Linked DNA regions of Rattus norvegicus: region 2 is linked to region 1. Evidence: chromatin contacts called from public Hi-C data. All regions are on one chromosome and are shown on one strand. The core of a region is the stretch at or near the end of the contact, and the rest is flanking DNA. Distances in the headings are between cores, read along the strand shown.

The links. Hi-C and Micro-C count contacts between places; a contact is called where the count stands out from the background.
Region 2: a Hi-C map of the A7r5 cell line shows a contact between it and region 1, with 2.7 times the contacts expected there. The contact joins the enhancer-like site here to the promoter of CB741658 in region 1. A contact is called at or near these places in 6 of 12 Hi-C or Micro-C datasets (the A7r5 cell line, the Rat2 cell line, Schwann cells and 3 more).

The regions. Positions count from the first base shown.
Region 1 is chr20:3,119,677-3,126,333 of GRCr8, forward strand. CB741658 (CB741658 gene) reads left to right here and starts at 4,082. Exons shown (of 1, transcript NR_002316.2): 1 at 4,082-6,657.
Region 2 is chr20:3,155,506-3,161,748 of GRCr8, forward strand. It overlaps LOC120098824 (a long non-coding RNA gene), which reads left to right. Exons shown (of 3, transcript XR_010060968.1): 2 at 4,312-4,432. Among named protein-coding and RNA genes, the nearest start is that of C20h6orf15, 20 kb to the right of the region's middle. Within about 2 kb of position 3,641, at least 7 of the 93 cell types and tissues checked have an H3K27ac peak or open chromatin away from gene starts, as enhancers often do. A contact at or near this core is called in the A7r5 cell line, where this site is marked.

The sequences.
Region 1 (6,657 bases), core at 2,832-5,331:
TGCCTCCTAAGAGCCATGCCTGGTTCTTAGGTGACTTGGGTCAGGACCAAAGCCTTTTACACACACCCCACCCCACAGCATGCTCTCAATATTCTGGTAGCGCTAGGAATGTTCCCCTTTCCACGCATGTCCACTTCCCGTGCAGAAACTCAGTATTTATTTTTGCCTTGTGTGTGTGTGTGTGTGTGTGTGTGTGTGTGTGTGTGTGTGTGTGTGTTGCCTGCAAATGCACCACCTGAGTGAAGTACCCCAGGATCCAGACTAGGATCCTGGATCCCCTGGAACCGGAGTCATAATTGTCTGTGAGCCATCTTGTGGGTGTTAGGATCCTGAGTCCTTTGGAAGAACAGTGTTCTTAATTTCTAAGTTCTCTCTCTAGCTCCATATAAAGAATTTTAAAATAAATAAATAAACAAGTAAATAAAATAAATAAATAAATAAATAAATAAATAATAAAAACAACAGATTCATCTTGGTTTAACACATTGCTGGTCTTCCAGAGACACAAGTTCAGTATCTAGTACCCACAGATGTGTGACTCAGCCCCAGAGATCCAATACCCTTTTTTGTACCACCCCCACACCAATAAACGTTGCCCTTTTATATAGGGTCTCTCTTTGTAGTCCTGGCTGTCCTGGAACTTGATTTGTAGAGGAGGTTGGCTTTGAATTCACTGATATCCTCCTGCCTCTGCTTCCTGAGGGCTAGGATTAAAGAGGTATACTATCATGCCTGACATAAAATTTTGTTTGTTTGTTCGTTTTTTAAAAAAGGAAAAAAAAAAATGGAATCAGGTGTGGTGGTTCATGCCTTCACTCCCAGTGCTCAGAAAGCAGAGGCAGGGGGATCTCTGTAAATTCAAGGCCATTGTGGTATACATGGCGAGTCTCAGGACAGTGAGGGCTACATACAGAGTGAGGTCCAGTCTCGAAACAAAACAAATACCCCCCCCCCTCAATCTTATAACCCAATTTAAAGAATCCTCAAGTGGCCATGCCTGTGTGTGCTTGGGAAAACACACACAGAACATGTGTTCTCTGAGGAAGGCCGTTTCCTCATTGTGGCTCTCAGATAACATCTACAGGTGACATTCTCAGGGAAATCTACATACTGTCAGATATCTTAAATGTAAAACGAGAGAAAGCTAAGGAGGAAACAAACTCAAGCTGGCTCGGGTCCATAAAGACTTTCACTGTTAGAAACGTTAAAAGTGGGGCTGGGGATTTAGCTCAGTGGTAGAGCGCTTACCTAGGAAGCGCAAGGCCCTGGGTTCGATCCCCAGCTCCGAAAAAAAAAAAAAAAAAAAAAAAGAAACGTTAAAAGTAGAAGCAAAGGGGTTTGTGTGTGTGTCAGGGCTTCAGACCTGCCTGCAAAAATCTGTGGTCAGCTTTAGGGTTTGGGTTTTTTTTTCATTGTTGTTTTTTTGTGAGGGGTGGGGGTTAGATCTGTTTGTTGAGACAGGGTTCCCCATTGCCTAGGTGGGCTTCGAACTTACTATGTGGCTGAAGCTGGTTTTGAACCCTGTATTCTCTCTGCTTCTCCCTCCCAAGTCCTGGCATTCCAGGCGCGTGCCATCACACCTAGTGAGGTTGATCAAGTTGTATTCCTCAGTTTCCCCTGACCATGTTCGGCTGATGGCACATAAACGTCTCTCACGAAGGAAAAGGAATGAAGTAGAATTAAAGCCAGGGGCTGTAGGTAGCCGTGGCGGTGGTGGATCGGCCTGGCGTGTGTGCAGAAGGCTCAGGGTTCCATCCCAAGCACCACACAGACACAAAAGGAAAAACAATTGCTGGGTGTAGTGGCGTAGGCCTAGCACTAGGGAGGATTAAGGCGGGGATTGGGGTCTGTAGTTTGAGGCTAACCTGGGGGCTACAGGGCAAGCCCCATCTCAGAAAGCAAACTCCCAGACCACAGAAGACAGAACGAAAGTGCTTACGGCATTAGTGCGTGACCTGAAGATGAGTCATGGGGATTAATAAAGTGTTCCAACCTTCCTGCCTTGAGGACGAGTAGAGATTAGCCCCATTTAGATTCCGATCAGTACACACGGTACAGCTTTTGGAAGGGTTTTGAGTCAAAACCCTGAATTTGCATCCAAGATCCCTCCTTCCGGCTGTGTCTGGATTGGGCTGGTAAGGTTCTTTTCTTAGAGAGCCATCAGTACTTTTTGGCTGTACAGTAAGGGTTGCCACAAGACTGGAACCCCGCCTGTTACTGCAGCCTCTTGCCTTAGTCTCAGGAGTGGCCCGTCATGGCCACAATGGACACCTACCTCTGAGTCTTACGTAGCACGCCACATCCCTTCCTGTCTCAGACCCATTCGTTCCAAGCTGCCTCACGCCTTCCCGATAGCTGCCAGCTTTCTCACAACAGGTCTTATTCATGGAGAATGTCCACTTGCCTGCACATGGACCGGCAGAAATGTTCCCCGTACCCCTTCCCCACACCCCCAACTCCCAAGCCCTCTGCTCACACTCATTTAGCCAACCATGCAGGCTCTGAGCCAGCAACATCCAAGTGTCTGGACCAAACTCAACGCTCGTAGAGGATTTGGACTGTTCCTCTTCCATTAGACTCAGACTCCCAAAGCAGATTCTGTGACTCACCCCGGTATATGCTATGGAAAGACGCCATGTTTGGAAAGATGAGAAGGGTCCTAGGTGGGAAAGCTCCAATGGAGGGGCACACCCACAGTTCAGAGTCAAGAGGCCTAGGAGGCCTTTGAGAGGGGTCAATGCTTTCCTTATGGTCAGGACTTTCTTGGTCTGGAGAGAACAGGGAGAGAACAGAGGACCTAGTGTATTCCCAAAAACCCTTTCTTCATATCTCACCGTGCGATCCATTCCATTCACATGTGCTCCTGCCATGACATCACCCACCATGACATCGTCCATCATGACATCATCCATCATGTTCCAACGAACAGTCTTCACCAGAGCCGAGTATTGGGGACTGCCTGATCTTGTTTTTTTTTTTTGTTTTTGTTTTTTTTGTTTTTTTGGTTTTTTTTGTTTTTTTCCGGAGCTGGGGACCGAACCCAGGGCCTTGTGCTTGCTAGGCAAGTGCTCTACCACTGAGCTAAATCCCCAACCCCTGATCTTGTATTTTGAGCCTCCTAAAAATGAGCTAAATCAACCTCTTTTTTTTTTAAAGTCTCCAGCTTCAGGCTTTGCCCAGATTAACAGTAATTGTCAACTGAGCACAGCCTAGCATTATCTGAGAGAAGTCTGGATGGAGGAATATACCTGGAGAATATTGACCTATAGGCATGTCTGTAGGAGGCCATCTTGAATATTGATACAGAAGTGTCTGGCCCACTGTGGGCAGTGCTATCCCGAGGTAGGTGGTCTTTCTCTTTATAAGAAAGCAAGCTGAGCATGAGCTGCCAAGGGAGCCAGAGAGTGAGAGAGCCAGAGAGTGAGAGGAAAAAAACCCAGCCATTCTCCATGGAGTTTCTGCCTCAAGCTCCTTGTATCTCTTCTCTGATTTCCCTCAACGGTGGGCTGTGACCTGGAAGTGTAAGCCAAATAAATAAATCTTTCCCTCCCTCGGTTGCTTTTGGTCAGACTGTTTTGTCACAGAGATCAAACTAAGACGAGTCCTTTGTGATAACAACAGAAAAATGAACAGAGAGTGTGAAGATGGTTCCACTGACCCTGGGTCTCTCTCTTCCTCGGTTGATTCAGTGGTGACGTAGGGTCCTGCCCTTCAGCTGAGATCTTTGGGGCTTCTCCCCTGCTCACGTCAAACCGCAGAATTTCTTGACCAGGAAACAAATGAGCTAGAACAGGTTTCTGACCCCATCCCTGCCTCAGGGGCGGGTCCCTTCCCTCTGACAATCTTGATCTTTCCCTTTTCTCTTCCTGTTTCAACCCGGCACAGTGTGATCGTGCCACTCTTTGTCTTAGTGCCATCCCCCTTGACCCCTAGGCCATTGCCTTCCCAGGCCTGTCAGTACGGTTTCCTTACATACCCACACCTGGCAGTCTGTCAAGATAAGTGCCCGGCCTCTCCTTGGCCCACAGGAACCTATAAAGGTCTCAGCCACACTTTGGTGATGAGAACAAAGGTGACAGCCCATTGCGGAGGACACTTGACATCTCAGGGCCTCGGGCCACCTCCTTCCTAGGCACAAAGCCCTTAGAAGAACTGAGCTCTTGGGAGCTCATCTTCACCTCCTCTTTCTCAAGAACTCAGCCACATTTTGGGACCCAGGTGTCTCTGCCTGCCAGCCACAAGGAGGCAGAGGAAGATGCACAGGGAAAACCATCTCTGGTGCTGGCTGCTTCTGCAGCTCCTGCTTCTAGAAAGTGAGTGATTTTTATCTAAATGTGGATGGTCTGGCTGCTTTTGAGGAGGTGGGAGGCGTCGGGGGAATGGTGTATCATCGCCCAGGAACCAGCAACGGACACCGTGGGCTCTGGTCTCACATTGCTTACGACCTAAGTCACGGCTCCACTTGTTAAGCACGCCGTGTGGGACTGGCTTTCAAGGCCCCAGTGTATGCATCTGTGATGGGGGGGATAACCTGTGTGGTGTGGGCTGGGTGTTTAAATAGTGAGACTACTTGACTGTTTTTAAAGTGTCCTTTCTCTTCTGTCTGTAACCCCGATTCCAAATCACCCTAAATCAATCTTAGACCTAGAAGAATAGAGTCTAAAACTCTAACTGGGCTGGCCCAGGCCTGTAATTCCAGGTACCAGGGAGCCTGAGGTGGGAAGGTGGCAAGGCTTATCTGGGTTACGGAGCAAGTTCAACAGTAGCCTTGTCGATGGGGTGAGACTCTGTCTTGAAATAACATAGCATAGGATAAAATAAGAGGCTAGAAGTAGCTTGTGGGCAGAATGCTTGCCCGGTATATGGGAAGCCCTGGGTTTGGAATTCAGCAAAAGATTAAAAAAAAAAAAAAAAGTCAAGTCGAATCAAACCAATAGAGCTGGGCGTGGTCCCTCATGCCCGAGGTCTCAGCAGCCAGCCAGAGCTACCTAGCAGGACTCTGAAAATTTAAAAATGGGCAGAGGATAATAAGTGGTGTATTGGCAAGTTGATTTTAAAGACAACCGTGATCATAAAGTTAAAGGAAGGCTGCCTGAGTGAGGTGGTTGTAAAGCAAGTACCATCTCAGGTAGACGGGAAGAACCTTCTGGATTCTACAAAAGAGCAGAAGGGTGAAAAGTCCTCGGTGGGTTTAGTTCTCACCGGGTTTCTTCCAGGAGGCTTCCGATATGTTATAATAAAGGCTGGGCTACTGACCTGTGTAAGAAACGCCCCCCTCCGTGCCTCTCAGCACAGGGACCTGTTCATCTCAACACGCAGGAAGCAGAGGCAGGAGGATGAGTAATTTCAAAAGACAACCTGGTACAGAGTGAGCCCTCTCAAAAAAAAAAAAAAAAAAACCTAAAAGCCTTGACTGTTTTTTCTCTTCGGTTCTGACATCAGTGAAAACTCCATGTTCTGCCTGCACAGAATCGGGAAGAGGGAATCCTGGGGGAATTCATCATTTTAAACCAAAAAAAAAAAAAAAAAAAATCAAGCCAACTACAATTTACTTATTTGGTCTGCTTGCATATCTGTGCACCCCATGTACACAGAGCTGAGGAGAGCAGAACGGGGTGTTGGACTCCCTGGAGCTGGAGTTTAGGATATGAATGTTGGGAACCAAACTCGGTTCTCCCGAAAGCAGCAAGCATTCTTACCCACTAAGCTACCTCTCCAGCCCGTCCTCCAAACTATATTTTAATTCGTTAATTTTATCCTTTAAGACGTTCCTAGTCAAATCCACTCCCTTTCACTTGCCTGGTCTACTTTGGGTCACCCTTGGCTGCCCTGCAAGAAGGAACCATGACCAGGGACTGTGAGACGAATAAATCCTTCCTCCTTTAGGGTTGCTTTTGTTGGAGATTTGATAACAGCAACAGAATACATTAAATATTTATACACATGCACACCACACACACACAGATATAAAACCTTTATCCAGCTACCTGGTAATTCTCGACCCTCCCCGCTCCTGTCTGCCTGTTTCTCTCTCTCTGTCTCTTTCTGCCTCTGTGTCTCTGTCTCTCTCTGTCTCTGTGCCTGTGTCCTTGTGTCTGTGTGTCTCTGTCTCTGTCTCGTGCCTGTGTCCTTGTGTCTGTGTGTCTCTGTCTCTCTCTGTCTCTGTGCCTGTGTCCTTGTGTCTGTGTGTCTCTGTCTCTCTCTGTCTCTGTGCCTGTGTCCTTGTGTCTGTGTGTCTCTCTGTGTCTCTCTGTCTCTGTGTCTGTGTCCTTGTGTCACTGTGTCTCTCTGTCTCTGTCTCTGTCTCTGTCTTTCTCTGTGTCTCTATGTCTCTGTTTCTGTGTGTGTGTGCACACACATCTGCACATTCATGCTGTGTTTGGCAAATGCTTACTACTAAGGTGGGTGCTCCTAGCCATCCAATTCCTTCATGGTATATTTTTAAAACTTAGGGTTTTATTTTTAAACGTGAGAATATGGAATATTTACCATCAGATAAACTCAGACTTGCTTTTTTGATGTTATCGTGGCTCTTATTTTGTTCAGCTACTTGTAGGATTTTCTGTTGTTTGTTTAGGCAGGGTCTGCTGTAGTCTAGGCTACATTCACTGTGGGGCTGGAGCGATGGCTCAGTAGTTTGGAGCATGGGCTGCTCTT
Region 2 (6,243 bases), core at 2,391-4,890, 35 kb after region 1:
CAGAGCATGCATGAGGGGTTGCTTACAGGAACATGGAGACTCTAATGCTGTCACACTGTAAAGTCCACTCAGCGATGGCTTCCCCCCAACAGCAGAAATATAGCCCTCCCAGTTAACCTACTCTAGCACCCCCAAGACCCCAACTGCATACAAGGGCAAAGCAGCTGAAATGCTGGGTAAAACCCCAATGACTAGCTCCACCCCTTCTTTCTCTGAGGGAAAGTCAACAGTCCACAGGGCTCTCTGGGGTAAAGTGGAAATTTCTGGTTTCTTTGGAGACTCCATTGTGTCATGTGATGTTTTTCTGGAAACTGTCTTAGGAGAGGATGTTTTTTGCCAAAATAGACCCATGGGAGGATGAAATCCAACAGACAGTGGATACTGCTTGTATGGTACTGGTTCGCCTTACCACTCTTTGCTGGTCACCTTTTGTCGTGACTTCATAGAGAGAAATGCCACCAAACAACTTCTGGTGGTGTTCCAGCGGCTTTTTGCCGTTTCTGACTGACTCAGGCCGATTGGCAAAGCACCGGTAGTCTCTTCTGGATCGACCTGCCGTTGTTGATTCAAGAGTGGTGTTTACAAGTGGATCGAGAGCTACTGCTGTTGATTCGTGTGAACTGAACTGCTGATGTCCTGATAACGCCAGTGGGATCCCCTCCAAAGAACAATTTCTAAACAGGTCCTCTTTGCTTTATTAACCTTTCCTTTCCACTACCTCTGGTGGGTGGGGGGCTAGAAGGGAGGCTAAAGCATTTAAGAACCTTTACCAAAAGTAAATTAAAAAAATATATAAACCTATACTGGGTGGGGGGGTGGAGCTGTTGGAAGCACAGTTGATTGGTTGAAGATGGCGGAGGATTTGCCTAGGGGACCTCGCTCTACAACAGTGAGCAGCCATGGTTTCATGACATGGGTTTAATCTGAGCCACCCCGTGTGGTGAGGAAGCAGAAGTCAGGGGCTGACCTCTGACTACAAGAACACCTTCACCTCTGTGAATCCAGGACCGAGGAGGAGGATGCACTTCCTGCTCTTGCAGAGGATCCGGGTTCCGTTCCACGCACGCACGCACGCACGCACGCACGCACACACGCACACACGGTGGCTCGTAACCTGTAATGTTTTCCTTTTATTTATTTATTTATTTATTTTTTTTGGTTCTTTTTTCCTAGGTAAGCGCTCTACCACTGAGCTAAATCTCCAGCCCCATGTTTTCCTTTTAAAATTAACTAATATTGGGGTTGGGGATTTAGCTCAGTGGTAGAGCGCTTGCCTAGCAAGCGCAAGGGCCTGGGTTCGGTCCCCAGCTCCGAAAAAAAGAAAAAAAAATTAACTAATATTTATACTAATAAAGACACATGGGACGGGAGCTAGCCCACCAAGGTAACCTTAATTATTTACAAAATATCTATTTACAAGCCTGATTCCGCAACTAAACTGCCGGCTCTCTAGACATCTCTTTTTAATTCTACCACACCACACTAATCTATCTTTATTTTGAGCTCTTCCAAACTCGCAAGGGCTCCTTAGCTCTCTTTGCCCGATTCTTGTTCCATCTGTGTCCTGCCAGCTGCTGCTCCGCAAGCCCAGAGAGAAAATCCCCATCTCTTCCCTGAAGCATTTTCCATGAAACTCTTCCAAGCCAAGCGCCAGAGACCCCAAAGAGAGTACCCCCCAAGAGAGCTCTCAAAAGTCCATTGCTATAAAAGAAGTCCCTAGCTCTTCCCGACACCCTTGACAGGCTGGACCAGGTAACCGTCATGGGGTAGTACTCCAAGCCAAGTCAGTAGAGGTTCTCTGTTAGGGTGGGCGAGAATTTTCCCAAGCAATTTGCCTTAAAATAGGCAGGAACTTTCCATTCTTATTTATCAAGCCTTTAGAGGCATACCTCTATCTCTAAACTCTATCTCTTCATATCTTTCTAAGCTTGTATATTTTGCTAACAATTAGGTTTTCTATGAACTATAATCAAATATCCTGCAATGACCATCTGTAACGCCAGTTTCAGAGGATACAGCGCCCTCTTCTGGCTACCATGGGCAATGTGCACACATCTGCATATACATAAAGCTGGCAAAACAGTCATACAAAATAAGTAAAAAAAAACAAGACATACATAAATATAAACATATATTTATATTTACATAAATATATACTAGAGAGCAATGATGTTTGTTTTGTGTGTATTTTATATATGTTATATATAACATATAAATGTATATAATATATGCACAAATACACACACACACACACATATAGTCACTTTGCTGAATAATAGCTCAAAGGGCTTCCTTTTCCTAACTGTAGCTTAGCACCCACTAATATTTTTTTCCCCTCTCGTTGCTTCCCTCCTCCTATCTCGGTTTAAACTTTATGTGGAGGCTGGAAAGAAGGCTCAACACTTGTCGTTCTTGCAAAGGACCCAGATTATGTTCCCAGCAACCAAGTGATGGCTCATAGTCGTCTCTAACTCTAGCCCTGTCTCCCCAGGCACTGGGCACACAGGTGGTACACAGACATACATGTAAGTGAAGAACTCATACGCATAATAAATCTTTTAAAATTAATAAAATCTTTAACTTTGTGTGCACGCAGCGACTATGTGGAATCTAGACTCCCCTGTATAGACTATATTAAATTATTTTTTCCTTACTTATTTTATGTGTGTGAGCGTTTTGCCAACAGTTATGAGCGTATGCATGTGCCAGGAAAAGGGTGTTGGATCCCACGGAATTTGAATTACTAATGGTTGTGAGCCTCCGTGTGGGCACTGGGAATTGAGGCTCAGTCCTCTGCAAGAGCAAGAAGTGTCCTAAACCACTGAGCCATCTCTCCAGCCCCATGGACTGTATTAGAAATCTTGAGAAATTACCAAAAAAAAAAAAAAAAAGTGGACCATTAAAAAGTCCATGGAGCACCCCACTAGGAGGTGCATCTGCACCAAGGAACAGGCAGTTTCCTGTCACCAGGACCTGTTCTTTCCGGTTACCATTAGTATTCATTCACCCCAGGTGTTGAACTGCCTGCTGCTGCTCCCTGTCCCATGAGTGGCAGCACCACAGAGCTGCAAACAATTTAAAGAGCAGCAGGTCCTAGAAGCGTCACGGTTGATGAAAACGGAAGGGAAATGGTTAAGTTGACCTGGATGACATGGTCTGAATATATGCTCAGCACGCAAAAATAAATAATGGAAGGAAACACATCACGACAGTCAAACAACTATGGAAACAGTATCCATGGCAACAGAGGCAGGCCTGCAAACTGTTGGCCTGAAAATCCTAGACAAAGCGTGCTCGTGCGCCACCTAGTGGCAATAACTGGGTAGTGGCCCAGGGATCAGCATCTCTCCTAAGAGTGGATCTATTCTCAAGAACTAACTCAGGGGAAATTGGCTTGCATCGAAGTCCCCAAGCTCCCTATGACACCCCAGCTCCCTTCTCAACCACACAGCGCACGCCCACTCACACCAAGCAATTCCCACCGATTATAAAGACCCCGTTAGCTACATAACACCATTCCTACATGCACCACTAAGGGAAAAAAAATAATCAATTTGGCTGGAACATGACGCTAGTGCTAAGACATATCCACATTTGAAAGACGCTAAATGTGAAAATAATTATGTTTTATAGCCCACAAAATGTGATAAGTGGCTTGGTGAGTCACTTAACCCCGGGCCCCACTTCCTCACGTAAAACAGTTACACCCTTTGGCTGCTTACTCACGCCGCGTTCCTCACGGAGCACTAAATCAGAGACAAGCACTAACTTCAGCCCGGGAGGATGAGGGAGAGCGTTCGGCAAAGAGGCAGAGATTAGGGAGGTTTCCTCTTGGCTGTAGGATTTTTTTTCTTTTTTTTTGGTAACTTTTTTTTCCAAGAAGTTAACATTGTGCGCGCGCGCGCGCGCGCGCGGGTGTGTGTGTGTGTGCGTGTGTGTGTGTGTGTGTGTGTGTGTGTGTGTGTGTGCTTATAGACATATGTATGTCACCGTGGAAACCATAGGGCAATCTATCTGCAGGAGTTGGTTCTCTCCTGCAGAAATGGAGGTCCTGGTGATAGAACTTGGGTCTTCAGGCTTGACAGAAAACACCTTTGCCCACTGAACCACCTCACTGGCATGCTACAGGATTTCTTATTTTCTTTCTCTTTGCACTGTTTTGTTTTCTGTGTGTGTATGTTTTGGGGTTGTTTTTTTTGTTGTTGTTGTTTTGGTTTGTTTTTTGAGATGGGGTGGGATGTACCTTGTGCTGGTCTTGAACTTGCCAAGGATGATTTTGAATTCCTGATCCTCCCTCCTCTGCCTTCCAAGGGTCTAGATCTGAAGCGTGCAGCAGGACGCCTGTTTTAAGTGTAAGGCTTCTGAAGACCTTTACCACAATAACGACCTGAGTCAGTGGTTCTATGACCAGCTGCGGTGAAAACAAATCCAGGTAAGGTCAGAACACCAGGGCTCCCGTCCAGCCTCCTTCACAGCTAGGCTCGCCCAGCTCCAGCTTAATTATCAGTTAATCAATGGATTTGGTCACCTCTTGCCTGCCCTGCCTAGCCTACAGCTTAACAACACAAGGGTATATTTCTCTCCCAGCGAGGCCTTTCAAATAAAACACAGTGGTAGTCAAAAGACTGGAGAGATGGCTCAACAGTTCAGAGCACCGGCTGCTCTTCAAGAGGACCCCAGGTTCAGTTCCCAGAACCCTCCTGTGGCATCTCACAGCCATCTGCGCCTTCAGTTCTAGAGGACCCGACACCTTTTTTCTTCTGGCCTCCGAGTGCACCAGACACGCCCATGGTTCACAAACATACATGAAGGTAAAACATCCACACACTTAAAATAAAAAAACAAATCTTTAAAAATGATAAAGACAGTAAAATAGATTTTACTAAAGTATAGTGGCAAAAAAAAATCCTTTGGAGACAGAGGCAGGAGAATATCTGTGAGTTTGAGGCCAGCATGGTCTATGTAGCAAGTTCCAGGCCAGCCAGGGCTACATAGTGAGACTCTGTCATAAAAGCAAACACACACAGCAAAATACCTGTGGCCATGGTTTCCATGGTAACCGAGGTCTTTTTTTTTTTTTTTGGTCCTCAGACCAAGAGCATTCCAGAATTTTTCTTGATAACTATAGGCATCCAACACTCTTGTCTTCTATATATATAAGAGGTCTTCAAGCTCCTTGGAGGACATCTGTGAGGTGCAGTTTGATGTACACCTACAGACGTGAGCAGAAGCCAGGACGGTTTTCTACCCTGGGGTTGGAGAGTTGGAGAAACTGGGTGGGGATCTCTAGTCCCATATTTTCAAGACAAGAGCAGTGTGTTTCAGGCTAAGCAGAGGTGGGAGGGGAGCGCCCTGCTAGAAAGAAAGCTAATCCTGTTTGACATTCCCCTGTGTGAACAAGCCTAGGCAGAGAAAAGCTGAGCCCTTCATTCCTGGGTCTGTAGGGAAGGGGGGCCTCCTTCAGAGCAGGGATCTGCAGCTGAATCACCATTGATGCCTCAGGGAATAGGGGGCCAGAGGAACTGGTAGAGGGACCCAAGTGAGGGGCCAGATCTGCTGTTTTCTTTTGAGACCATGCCTTTCTATGTAGTTGTGAGGTTTGTATAAGCCTGGACCAGAGAGTGGCACTATTAGAAGGTGTGGCCCTGTTGGAGTAGGTGTGTCACTGTGGGTGTGGGCTTTAAGACCCTCATCATAGCTGCCTGGAAGTCCGTTTTCTGCTAGCAGCCTTCAGATGAAGAACGCTAGCTCCTCTTGCACCATGCCTACCTGGACGATGCCATGCTCCCACCTTGATGACAATGGACTGAGCCTCTGAACATGCAAGCCGGCCATGACTAAATGATGTCCTTATAAGAGTTGTCATGGTCACGGTGTCTGTTCACAGCAGTAAATCCCTGACTAAGACAGTCATCCAGGCTAGGCTCAAAACCTGCAATCCTCCTGCCTCAGCTTTCACATGCTAGGATAACAGGTGTGCCAGGAAGGAGCTTTAAGGGCTGGGGATGTAGCTCAGTTGGTAGAGTGTTTGCCTAGCATTCCCAGAGCCTGGGTTCAATTCCCATGGTGGCACAGGGTTGTAATCCCAGCTCTCGGGAGGAGAAGCAAAAAAAGCAGGTGGTAATGCTAGCCTTGGATGCATAGGACTTCAAGGACAGCCTGGAGTACATGACACCCTGTCTCAAAAAATAAAAAAATAAATATTTAACATAGAGAGGAGACATAACTGAGGAACAAGTCTTA